Linked DNA regions of Mus musculus: region 1 is linked to region 2. The links are chromatin contacts, called in public HiChIP or PLAC-seq maps. All regions are on one chromosome and are shown on one strand. Each heading gives the region's core, a stretch centred on a gene start, on an enhancer-like site or on the middle of the called end of the contact. The rest is flanking DNA. Distances are from core to core; before and after follow the strand shown. Region 1 holds the start of Kiz (kizuna centrosomal protein). Region 2 has its middle 56 kb from the start of Gm34689.

Region 1 (6,373 bases), core at 2,908-5,407, 200 kb after region 2:
GTCCGTCTCATTAAGGAATGCCTCTAACAGTTCATTCTTCTGCTACTACCCTTGTAGTGTATTTTGGCTCTTATTTGGCTTTCTGGTAGCTCAAGTATCCTAGACACTCTTTTAGTAGTTGTAGGTTTTTCTGATTTGAAACAAAACAAGAACATTTATTTATTGACATTTTCATTTATTTACTTACTAATGTTGCCAGAATTGAAACCAGGACTTCAAACATGAATTCTCTGTCCTTTTATTGGCCCACCGATATCTTACTGTCTCAGTGTCTCTGAGCAATTCCATACCTTTCCATATTAGTCCAGGTTTACAGAGAAACAGAACAACCAGGCAATACTTGGGGAATAGGGTGGAAACTGGCTTGCCAGACTACAGGAGATAGCAGTCTTATTTCCTAAGTCCTTTGAGTAGATCTGACACATCTAGATACAGAGATGCTGTGACTTAGATATGATTTCAATGTACTCCCCCAAGTGTTCATGTTCTGGGAGCTAAGTCTTCATCATGGTCTTGGTCTTGAAATGGTAACATGTTTCCCAGTTGACACTCAATGCAGAGTAATTACATTGCCTCTGTAGGTGCTTCTTTCAGATTGACAGCTCTTGTGGGACCTCAGGCTGTTCTCCTTGGAGTATGATGCTGTTAAAATTGCCTGAACCCTGAAACTACTAAAACTTTCTGGCTTCCTGTGTCACCATGTGATCTCTGTCATAGCTGCTTCACCATTCTAATGTCATCTGCTATTAGGCCCTCGCTGAGACCCAAGCAAGGGGTCATTTGACCTTGGTCTTATGGCCTTCCAAAATATAAGCTAATAAACCCTTTTCATTTATAAAGTTCCAAGCCTCATACACTTTGTTATAGCATAGAAAATAAACCAACAGAGGCCATCTGCTTTACTCAAACTCTTCTTATTTAAACATTAAACACATCTAAGAAAACTGTTGGGATCCAGGCGTCATCCCCCAAACCACACAAATGCTGACCTGAGTCAGATGGGTATGGTTTATTGAATGCATGTGGTAATACTGATTGATCAGGATCATACATCAGAATTCAGGGGTGGAGTCATGGCATTGAGTGCCTTTTTATGTCAGCTTATAAAGGAAAAACAAAAACACAAAAACCATAATGATCTCATATGCAGGTGCAAAAGTGTTGTGCGGTGGTCAGCTTTGACTCGAGCCATTTTAAACATAACATTTCATATTGTCCTTTGATTTGATGGATCCTACAGAAAGCTTTGTGGAATACCTAACATGCACAAGGCTCAATTTAATTTTTTTTAAAGAACATGATTTTTTTAAAAGGTAAAATTTTAATCTCAACATATTCTCAAAAGCCATGCCCTTACTTAGATTAGAATAGTCTGGGGGTTGGGGTTGGGGCCTGGTCATCTACAGGCCTTGAAGGACTTACCAAAGTACTGTAGTAAAACTTTAGTTAGATATGTATAGGTTGCTTTTCTCACTGCTGTGATCAAATGCTAACAGAAGCACCTTAAGGTGGATTCGTTCTGGTTTGTGGGTTAAGAGGGAACAGTCTGCCATGGTAGGAAAGGGATGTCAGAGTTCACTATAGCAAACGTGTGTAGCTGAAACTCCTCACATCTGGGTAGACACAGGAAACAAGGAACAGGGAATTCTGACGCTCTCTTGTTGACTCGGTCTCTATTCCACCTGGACCTTACAGCCCCTGGGATGCTGCAGGCTACATTCAGGATGGATCTTTGTCTTCCTTTAAATCTCTCTGGAAATACCCTCAACCAAGGCATGAGTCTCCTAGGTGATTCCAAATCCAATGAAGCAGATGATGATTAGGCATCACACTACAGGCTGTAAATTAACCTCAGTACACTAGCACTACATCAGTGTGATAGAATGAGTTGACAGAGTAACTAAAAGCCATATCAGTGCTAACCTTACAACTGGGCAAGAGGGTCCTGCACTAGATCTGCATATTACAGGCCTGCTCTTGTCCCTTCCTGACCACTTAATGTGAGGTCGAGTGGATGCCCATGGCAGTTCACACACAACTCCTAGAACACAGTCCCAGGTACCCAGAATCCAGGCATTTCCAACTCAGAGGGTCCCAGACTGCTCTCCAGAGTCTTCAAAGATCTCTTTCCTGGGCCGTTCTTATAAGGAACCATCACTAGTATTTAGCTTTAGGCCAAAAGGAGGCTGAGACAAACATATGGATACAGATGGGATTGGTCGAATGGGGAGAAGGCCGGGCACATGGATCCCTACTGTGAGTGAGGTGTGTCTCATCATGCAACCCTGAAATTAGGGAATTATTAATTTAATTAGGGTGGAAAATTAGGGGGTGGATTAGGAAAGAATCAGAGAACTAAATTCCACATATTTAGGAACATGGACTGTATTTCCATGTTCTTAAAAAGGTATATTGGTCAAGGCAGGAGCAGAGACCCTATTTTGCTTATAGCCCATTATGCTGATTTATGACATTTTAATTCAATGAAGCGCACACGTGTGCATGTTTGTGTGTGTGTGTGTGTGTGTATGCATGTGTGTTAGAGTGTACAAGTAGAGGTTAGAGAACAACTCTTGGGAATCAAATCAAACTCAGATTGCCATACCTGCAAAGAAAGCATGTTTCATTTGCTGGGCCATCGTCTGGTCCACATGTTTTTGTTTTTAAGCCAAGGTCGGTCAGGCCCGCCTGGAATTAGAGATCCTCCTGCCTGTCCCCTTGAGTCCTGAGATTACATGGATATATTCTACCTTTCAGCATTTAGGCAGACAGTATGAGGAAGGAAGGATAGGCAAAATCATAATTTAGGGTTGCTGACTTGACCATTTCGTTGCTTCCCCTAATGCCAGTATGGTACTATAAGTCAGAGCGCAATGGACATGTGCAGTGTATAGTGAGCATGTTATAGTGGGACAAGACACGGACACATGCCGTCAGAAGCAGCTTAGATTTATTATGCCTTGATTTTTCAATTGAGTTTTGGTCATTACACATTCAGGAACGGTTTACTGTTGCTGAACTTTTTGACACACAGCTCCCTATCCCTAACCCATTCAGATATGGTGCAATCCCCATGGAGTCCTGACACACTATTAAAGAAATGTTGGTGTCAGGGATGCTTTGCATGAAAATAAAACTACCGACTTGAGAAAAGAGACATAAAATTAAAAGTCTAGGATAAGGAACCACATTGACTACAAGTACGTGTGTACATTTTTTTTTTTTTAATTTCCTATTCCAAGTGGGTTTTAGAATCCAGTTGTCTTTCTTCAGGAAGCCTTTTGCCATGTTGATGGAGGCAAGAATAAAGACTGATTCTGTTCTGGGCCTTTATAACCAGTAGTTCCTCTGAACTGATCTAAGGTTAAGTTAGTCTTGCTGTAATAGTCTGCCCAATTCACTCTGGGGCACCTAGGCTTTTTGTATGGTCACAGCTGAGTTGTGGGACATAGGGTTTATGCCAATGTAGTCTGGCTGGGGGCCTTGTTGGAGAATTGACTGCAGAAGTAAACGGTTTGATTCACAAGGACCTAGTTAGAAACCAAATCTTTCTCCCCTGAAAGGGCTGATGGCAACCTGAGCATTGAAAAACATTCCAGCGTGGGATGGCATATTTGGTTTCTTTGTTTGTTTGTTTTATTTTGTTTGGGGGTGGGGTTTGGTGTTTTGAGACTAGGTTTCTCTGTGTTGTCTTTGTTGTCCTGGAACTCACTCTGTAAATTAGACTGGCCTCGAACTCAGAATTCCTACTGCCTCTGCCCGTAGTGCTGAGATCAAGGGCATATTTGCGGTTCTTAAATTTTGTTTTCTTCTAGCTTTTTGTTTTGCTTTCTAAGTGCTGGTATCAAAACAATCTTGTCACAGGGTCTCTCACTGCAAATTCTAGGAAGGTAAATAAGAAACTGCATCTGATAAAATGAATGCGTGTAGGACGGATTCTGTAGGGGAAGAGAAACACAGCGGTAGCAGAGAGAACGTGACACAGCTCCCTTGTCTTCTCCCTGTACCACCAGGGCTGCTCCACCCTTGCCAGTCTCTCTGTCTTCGCCCCTCCCGGACCCACACCGCGGCTAACCCCGCCTCCTCGGCGCCCCGCCCTTCGCCCCGCCCTCTTCAGGCCGCTAGGCGCCTTGTTTACCCGCGGTGCATGTTGGGGCGGTCTCCTTGGGCAACGCTGGCCCGCCAGCTGCCCTGTGGCAATGCCGCGAGGGCGCGGTGGCGGTGGTGGTGGCCTGCGCCAGGCCTCCGCCACCTCTGCGCCCTTGGCGAGCCCCAGCTACTACGAAAGGGTGGGCCAGCTCCAGCAGGCTCTGCGGGACAGGTACGGCCGCGGGACGGGGCAGGGAGTCAGCGGCGCCACTGAGAGCATCGGGGTACGGTGTCCGGCCCACTTCCCGCCAGTGGTTCACTAGTGTTGGAACTCGCCTGCGACCCCCAACTAGCCCCAGAAGGGGTTAGGAGCACAACTTTACCACGGATGCCCCTTGTTTGAAAGCGCAGAGAGACTGTAATCTCTCATGACAACCAAAGCCAGGTCCCTCAGCCTGCGGATGCGGCCGGAAGTGAGAGTGGGAGTTTTTTTGCCTGCCAGTCTTGATCAAACCTTGTGAATTTCTTTAGTCCTCTCTAGTCCTACATGCCCCCTCCTCACTCTCTCTTCAAGTTGTCATCCTACTTTGACAGCCGCACTGCATCAAAGATGACAGGTCCAGGAACGCAGGCTGGAATGGTGTGTGTGTGTGTGTGTGTGTGTGTGTGTGTGTGTGTGTGTGTGTGTGTGTGTGTGTGTTTGCGCGCGCGCTGTAGTCTTTTAGAAGTGTCTGGGGCTGACTAAATTTCTAGTAAAAGGATGAAATTTTCAACGGGTTCAGCTTCGAGGGTTGGGATTGCCTTTGATTAAGACATGAAAGATGAGAACCATTGGAAAAAGCTAGATCTAAGAATGCATAAATAGAAAAAAGTACAAAGCAATTGACTATAAATAACCACATGGAAAGATAAGTTGTTGGAACACTTATTTAGCTGCCAAATTAATTGGACTTAGAAATCTCATTAGTTGACAAGAAAGGAAATAGATTTTTGGATCTTTTGATAAACAAAACATTTAGTGGGTGTTAAAGTTACAGAATCATTCAGAAGGAACAGGAGGGCTGTAACAATTCTAAGATCATAACAGTAATTGCAGGTGAGGTAAAGTAAGTGATTTTTCAAAGGAATTGCATCTTACACTAGACTTAATTTTTGCCAATTACTTGTTAAGTAACTCCCACGGGCCCTAACTCTTCTTTCCGTGTTTTATCTTCTTTCTACATCCGTTTTTTTTTTTTTTTTTTCCTTCTGACACAGTCCTGCTCACCTACTCTAGGGATCTCTTAATCTCCCACTTAAGAAAAAAAAAATTAACCATTTAGGCGTATGTTGGTGGTGGTCTATGCTGAAGAGACAGAAATAGGAGGACCACAGGTTCAAGGCCAGCCTGGGATACAAGCCAGCCAGGGCAGCATAGTGAGAACCTATCTCCAACACACACACACACACACACACACACACACACACACACACACACACCTTTATTTTTCCTACAGAGCTTTTCTTTTCTCAATACTTTCTAATGTTTGCACCTTCAGTGTGCTTAGTGAGATCTCAGAGAGAATACAATAGAGAGAGAGAGAATGTGTGTGTGTGCATGCACAAGCACGTGTGCACATGCGAGCTCAAGTGTGCCTACATTGAGAATTTTAGGTGAGAAGCAACACCTTTTGCTCACTGTGTAGTACAATGGTGGAGGAGGTGTTTTTGTAAAATGTTTGAATTTATGGGTTAAATCCAAAAGTCAATTAGCCAGCGTCTAGGTGTTACAAATGCCTTATGTGGAATGCCATCACCTCATTGTCACTGAATAATGATCTTTTTTCCAGTTACCCAAGGTGGTGGTATTAGATCTCTGCATATATATATGTGTACACATATATATATGCATCAGCTAATTTAAAAGCAAGAACTTTAGTTTTAGTGCCTTTATCTCATTGTCTGTTGTAGTTCAAGAGTGGTATAGTTACCTTTGGCCTTTACTTATTTGTGTTTTGTAGGCAAAGATCTGCTCTTAAAATGTGACTGATTTAAATGACATTCTTTTTGAACTAGGTTAGTGGTAAGTTATTTTTGCCTCCTATGCTGGAAGCACCTGGTTCTTTATGGTCCTTATGGCACAATAACTGTAATGATTATCCACTTTATGTTTAGCACTTTTTGCTTTAATTAGGAAGCAAGGTAAGGTTGTTGAAGTTACATAAGAAACTGGAGTCAGATTTTATGGCCTGTTCATGGTCCTGCATTTGAAGATTTGTTTTATTTTTAAGTCAGTGTAAATCTA
Region 2 (7,091 bases), core at 1,467-3,966:
TGGAAGCTTCTCACCATTTCCTCTTTTTGTTGACTCTGTGCAGACAATCTTATTATTTTTAGTGATATGCTTGCCTATGTATGGCATGTTCCTGTGAGTGTTCAAAGTGACCAGAGGCTGGAGTTATAGGTGCTTGTGAACTGCCTGATGTGGGTGCTGGAAGCCAAACCAAGGTCCTCTGGCAAAGCAGTAGACACTTTTATTTAAATGGGGCTGGAGAGATGGCTCAGAGGTTAACAGCACTGTCTGCTTTTCCGGAGAGCTCAGAGGCAAGAGCAGATGCAGCGGTCAATGGAGGAGTACTGCTCATTGGTTTGTGCCTCATGGCCTTTTCAGTCTGGCTTCTTATAGAACCCAAACCATCAGTTCATCGCTATCCACAAGGGGCTGGGCCCTCCCTTATCAATCACTAGATACAATATAGCCTATAGGTGCTTGTCTGTAGCCCAATCTTATGGAGGCATTTTCTCAATTGGAGTTTCCTCATTTCAGATGACTCTAGATTGTGTCAAGTTACCGTAAAACTAGCCAGCACAGGAGCTAAAATGGCCATGTCTTATTCAAGCTACTGTACCTTACATTGGCATTTCTAGATCTTTTCAACATGGTAGCAATGCTCTGAAATAAAATAACTCAGATTCTGTCATAGTCGCTGTTTCCAATGAGACTCAGTAATTACCATTGGTAACAGCATTGAGGGCCACAATATGGATATTTAGCAAAGACCTCAGCAGAACACAGACAGATGAAATGGATGACTTAAGTACTCCATGGGAGTTTTAGATGAGATAGAGAACCAGCCTAGCCAACCAAGAATGCCCATAAGACAGTATAAGTGGAAGGTATGTTCCGGAGTACCAAGCCCAACAAGGCACGGCATTGGCAAGAGAGACTTTGAAGGCTTTTGGAACCAGAGAGTAAGATGATTAGATTTACACAACAGAGCCAAGAATAAAAGAAGCAAATAGGGAAGGTGTCCTCCAAAGAGGACGGTTGAGGAGTGACCTTGACAGCCTAGAACCAACTTTGATCTGTTGATTCAAGAAAGTCACTGTGGAATCTCAGAGACTGCAGGAGAATTGACACATCTAAGGCTTTCAAGGCATGGGAAGCCAGCTGTCTTTGAGCAGGTAGGGGAGGGCACCTTGGATCATTCTGGCTTCTAGCTTTAATAGCTACCTGCTTCATAGTCATCACTGACATAGAGGCCCATTCCATCTGCCCATGCCTTGACTAGTAAAGGCAAAACTTAAGCCTTTCATCCATTCCAGTTCTGTTCAAACCTGGTCGATTGGTTCCTCATTGAGCCTTGTTTGGGTCCCATATTCTTTTAGAATAAAAGAAGTTTCTTCCCTGCAAGGGAAACAGTTACTTAGACTAAATTGCAGGCCAGTTGTATTTATGTCGTGTGTGTGTGTGTGTGTGTGTGTGTGTGTGTGTGTGTGTGTGTGTGTGTGTGTATTCCTAGCAGGCTTAATTGCAATAACATTTATATCACATAATATAGTGCACTGAGGTTGTAATTTTCCTATCATCTAAATTGCAGGCTGAAAATTGTGTTAAGGAAGGACTGTAGAGAGTGAATTACTGCTTTCAAAATGACTACTTTTAAATGACAATGTGACTGGCAAATGAATGCTAGAGACAGGAGGACATTTTGTATTTAACAGTAGTCAGCTGTTCTCTGGGACTTTATAAGTGTAGGCAGCTCATACTGTCTGCATTTGAAATCCATAAACAACACCCATTCTACCTACAAAATTGTTTTCTTCTTTAATATTGCATTGCCTTTGAAAAGCTCATAGCAGTTATTGATGAAGATATGATCTAGACTGCTCAATCAGTCTATTTCTTTTAGACTATCCTGTTGGGTATGTCTGAGATGAGTTGTAGTGTCCCAGAACTGTGGAGCAAATCAGCAGAGACCCCTCTGGTTTTTTTGTTTGTTTGTTTGTTTTGTTTTGTTTTGTTTTGTTTTGTTTTTTGCAAGTCATGAAATAAGCAAATGAAGGCTGGGCAGTGGTGGTACACACCTTTAATCCCAGCACTTGGGAGGCAGAGGCAGATGGATTTCTGAGTTCAAGGTCAGCCTGGTCTACAGAGTGAGTTCCAGGACAACCAGGGCTACACAGAGAAACCCTGTCTCGAAAAATCAAGGAAAAAAAGAGAAAGAAAGAAAGAAAGAAAGAAAGAAAGAAAGAAAGAAAGAAAGAAAGAAAGAAAGAAAGAAAGAAAGAAAGAAAGGAAGAAAAGCAAATGAAAACTGAACATCATAAGCTCAAATCTTCTTGCTCATCAAACCGTGATAAATAAGAACTTGTCTTGCTGGTGAGCAGGCACGATAATAGTGAAGGTGAGTGCTGGGTACAAACAATGCCCTGACAACAACTCCAGCATCTGCTGCAGAGCTTTTCCGTGTATCAGCCTGTTTGAGTTTCAGCTTCTGCCTCTGCAAAATGGATATCATTCTGAGTCAAAAAACAAACAAACAAAACCAAAAACCCCCACATCTGGTGATATCCCCAGGCACACAAGGACACAAGGTTCTATTATCATTGTTATTTTTCTGGATGAATTTAGAAGAGATCTTGAAGGAAGATTCTGACCTATGGAAGAGACTCAGGTAGGAGAAAAAGCCCAAATCACCACCTCTTCGAAAGCTGCCATCTGTCAGTTCTTTCAGAGATGCCTTTACTGAAGTGGATCATCAAGAGACTCAGATGCTGTCCCAGGAAGTGCAGATATGCCCACATCCTGAACAAACAAAGGCCTGATGCTACTGCAGATCTCTTCAGCTGGAACCAGTCATTGTCACGACAGAACATCTGTCTGTATGTCCTTCCAGGCCAATGCTTCAGGCCCATGATAGTTTCTCTCTAGTTTCATTTGCAGTGTGGGAATTAAACCAAGGGTCTTAAACATGCTAGGCAGATGATCTCCACGGAATTACATCCATAGTCTTTCATTTTTGCATTGCTCAAGCTTGTTTTAAACATATTATATAGACCAGGCTAGCCTCAGACTCATGATTCAGTCTTGGCTATCCTCCATCAGCTGGGTTATAACCCACCTTATCTGGAAAGTCCAGGCCACCAAGACCTTCATGGAGCAAAGCATTCTCTTCGTCTGTCTGTGCTCTGCTGAGATTCCTCTTAAACGTGATTACTGTGGCAGTTAACAGTGTTACTAATGGTCTTGGATGGTTTACATTGGGAGTGGGAGGGAGCTTCACAGTAACAGAACCGAGGGAGACTCCTGCCACAGCAAGGTGGAGGGAGGAAGCTGATCTTCATTTGCACATTATGAGATGAGTGTCTCCCCAACCACACACAAAAACACATTGAATGAAAAATACTGAAAAATAGGAATTATAATTAATAAACTGAGACAACCATAATTTTGGAAAATACATTTGAAAAAAACAATAAAATTAGAGACATCATTGTAGAGGTTTGAATAAGAATGGGCCCCATAGGCTGAATGTTTGAATGTTTGGTTCACAGTTAGTGGAACTGTTTGGGAAGGATTAGGAGTTGTGCCCTTGTTGGAGTAGGTGTGGCCTTATTTGGAGAAGGTTCGTAACTGAGGGGTGGAAATTGAGGTTTCAAAAGCCCAAGGCCCAGTCTCCTGCTCTCTTTTGCCTGTACCTTGTTGATCAGATGTGAGTTCTCAGCTATTGTCCAACCATGCCTACTTGCCTGCCTTTAAGCTCTCTGCCATGACGACTATGGACTCACCCTCTGAAACTATAAACAAGGCCCCAATGAAATGATTTATTTTATAACTTCCCTTGGTCATGGCATCTCCTCACAGCACTAGAATAGTAACTACGTAATCATACACAAGAAAACTTAAAGTAAAACAATGAAAACATATTCTCAGCACTTGTGAAGCCGAGGCAGAAGGAGCAAAGTTTGAGTTCTTCCTGGGCGGTACACAGAGGTTCAGGCTAACCTGGGTTACATAGCAAGACACACAAACGTGTATAGAAAGCATACCAAATATCTTACAACTCAGTGTCAAGGAGAGGAATTCTAAATGTGCCACAAAATCCGGAAGCAACAAAGGAAAGATTGACAAATATAAATAGAATAAAAAAATATTCACACATTTGTCTTATGTAATACAAATACTTCAACATATATCACAAGATCATTATTTCCCCAAAGAGAGATTTCTTTTTTTTGTTTGTTTACTTGAGATTTTTTGTTTGTTTTGTTGTTTTTTTTAAATTTATTTTTTTAATTAGGTATTTTCTTCATTTACGTTTCAAATGCTATCCCAAAAGTCCCCCCCCATCCCCCCACACTCCCCTACCCACCTACTCCCGTTTCTTGGCCCTGGCGTTCCCCCTTACTGAGGCATATAAAGTTTGCAAGACTAAGGGGCCTCTCTTCCCAATGATGGCCGACTAGGCCATCTTCTGATACATATGCAGCTAGAGACACAAGCTTCGGGGGGTACTGGTTAGTTCATATTGTTGTTCCACCTATAGGGTTGCAGACCCCTTTAGCTCCTTGGGTACTTTCTCTAGCTCCTTCATTGGGGGCCCTGTGTTCCATTCAATAGCTGACTGTGAGCATCCACTTCTGTGTTTGCCAGTCCCCGGCATAGCCTCACAAGAGACAGCTATAATAACTGAACAGAAAAAAGCAGCATTGTCTAGAACAAAGAAAGAGACAAGAACAGACAGTTCTCAACAAGAGGCTCTTGAGTATTTTGAATCCTGCTCAATTTCTTCCTTACTGAGACACCTGCTAATGCAAAGCAGAGATACCTCTTGTCTATGTGGTTAGGAACCATTGTGAGACTGTGGTATGGACACTTCCTTATGCACTGATGAAAATTCAGTTGCTTAGGACTCTTGGAATGAGGGAGCTTGGCAGTAGTCAGTGAGACTGCACGTACAAATGTTCCCTAGCCAAGGAATACCAAATTTAGGAAGTGACTCTGAACTATCTCTTTCATGGTGTGAAAATGAACACACAGGCATAAGGCAGTTCATTATAGCATTGTTTATAATTTAAAAATATTTAATAGAAATCTAAAGGAGAGCATTTCTTTTTCCCTTAATGTAGACTTTAAAAATTAAAGTGTAATCACATCATTTTCCCATTTTGAATTCATTGCTTCTTTTTCTTTCTTACTGATGTGTGTGTATTTATAATGCATTTATGCATAATATTGCGTATATGTGCATAAATATATAAATACTGCTGAACCACTTAGTATTACTTGTATGCATATGATCTCAGGGCTGGCCACTTACTATTGGAAAAACCAATGAGGGGGCTCACCCCTGAGGAACTGTATTTCCTGCTTTCAACATTTCTCAATTGCCTGTAGTTTTTTGTGTGGGGCACCATAAGATTTTCCCCTTCCATGCTAGCATGCCTTTTAGTGTACTTCTTTAAGTCTTGATTAAGAAGCCATGTTGTTGAGGTGCCATGGGTATAGCTAGGAGGCCCAATCTCCCAACAGACTTTCTGGTTCTCTGGTTCTTAAAACCTCATCACCTCTCTGTTCTGTGTGGTCTCATGACTCTCAAGGTTCTGGAGTTGTGTTGTAGATGTATCAACTGTGGCCAGGCACTCTATGATCAGTTGTTCTCTGCATGTTGACTGGTTGTGGTTTTCTGTAGTAGTCTCTATGGCAAAGAGAAGTTGCTCTGATGAGTGAGAGCTACACTTCTCTGTGGATATAAGAACAAATGTTTAGAATGCAGTTAGTGGTAGGAGTCGATTCTCCTCTAAGATCCATGACCTCCCTGGTTCCAGGGAGTTGGCTAGGTTTCCAGTACCAGGCATGGTTTCTTTCCTGCTAATCAGGTCTTGCATCCAATTAGAGACCTATTGGTTACTGCCAAGATATAAGTGCCACTATTGCACTCAGGATTAGCCTACAATGCTGATTGTTGTGGTATAAGCATCACAGCTGGGTAGGGCTATTCGTTGCTTCCCTCCCTTGGAGGCTTGCGTAGAACCTTTCAGTACTATATAGAGGAAGATGTTTCAACAAACCTTGGTATAGCCATAAATAGGAGTGCTAGGCAGCTGTGAAAATACTAAGGTAGATGACATGTGAACTGAGATGGAGTGTGTTTTTGCACTTCAGTGAAAAATAAAATTTAAAAAGGGTATTTTTAGAATGTCTCCTCTATGTACTAAAGAGTAGAAAAGGCATGTTTCTTTATAAAATTTTATGTAGCAGGAGAGTAAGTGAGAACCCAGTAAGACTGACTCTTGGAACATTGTGGAACAGGATGGACGAGGTGATAGGCTATGAATGGGCGGGAAGGATGAGGGGTGGACTCTCCATCCATGTTAACTTTTATGTGCTCAGAATGGCTCTCAAGGACTATGTGCAAAAACCCTAAAGCTAAAGATAAACAGAAGCAAACTGCACTTCAGCTGGATAGAAGAACCGCAAGAAAGCGGAGGGATGGCTGGTGAATCCAAACCTGTCTCAGCCTGGAGTGCTCTACTTCCTCAGAGCATTCTCAGCATGGGCAAGGGCACTTTTGTGCAAAAAGAACCCTGGAGAGATGAGGGAAAACCTGGTAGAATTGAGCTTTTCAAACGATCCTTCAAAGCTCTTACAGAAAAATGCTTTTATGGGTTCTTAGCATAGGAGCAACTTGAAGTAGGTCTAGTGTGCGGATAATAAACAGGAGGGGAAAGATCACAGCAGACATTTGGTTGCTAATGAAGGGTAACGGAGAGTACACAATCTTATATAGACAGGGCCTCATGTAGCCCAGGCTGGCTTCCAACTCCCTATATAGGTGACGATGACCTTGAATTTCTCTTGCTCCCGCTCCTTTTGAGTACTGGAATTTCAGGTTTGCACCACCCAAATCCTCAACATCAAAGCGTTGTGCATGCTAAGGACACAGCTTATCACCAGACATATACTCTAGTCCCATACATAGATAATTAGAAAAAAATTATAACCTCTCTCTGTCTGTCTCTGTCTGTCTCTCTGTCTCTGTCTCTCTCTGCCTCTCCCCTCCCCTTCTCTCTCTCTCTGTGTATATATATACCGGTGCCACAGAGGCCAGAAGAAGGTGTCAGATTCTCTGGAGGTAGTTA

The links. HiChIP or PLAC-seq counts read pairs in DNA pulled down with a chosen protein or histone mark.
Region 1: a contact with region 2 is called in an H3K27ac HiChIP or PLAC-seq map of large pre-B cells, with 2.4 times the contacts expected there. The contact joins the promoter of Kiz here to the enhancer-like site in region 2. A contact is called at or near these places in 3 of 39 promoter capture datasets (embryonic stem cells, maxillary cranial neural crest and neural stem cells), 2 of 484 Hi-C or Micro-C datasets (the G1E-ER4 cell line and embryonic stem cells), 4 of 115 datasets of contacts at active chromatin or transcription factors (embryonic hindbrain, embryonic midbrain, large pre-B cells and 1 more) and 1 of 9 other capture datasets (pancreatic islet).

Annotation. Positions count from the first base shown.
Region 1 is chr2:146,851,723-146,858,095 of GRCm38.p6, forward strand. It overlaps Kiz (kizuna centrosomal protein), which reads left to right and starts at 4,158. Exons shown (of 14, transcript NM_001033298.4): 1 at 4,158-4,321. The coding sequence starts at 4,200.
Region 2 is chr2:146,649,810-146,656,900 of GRCm38.p6, forward strand. No RefSeq gene overlaps it. Among named protein-coding and RNA genes, the nearest start is that of Gm34689, 56 kb to the right of the region's middle. Within about 2 kb of position 2,717, at least 3 of the 459 cell types and tissues checked have an H3K27ac peak or open chromatin away from gene starts, as enhancers often do.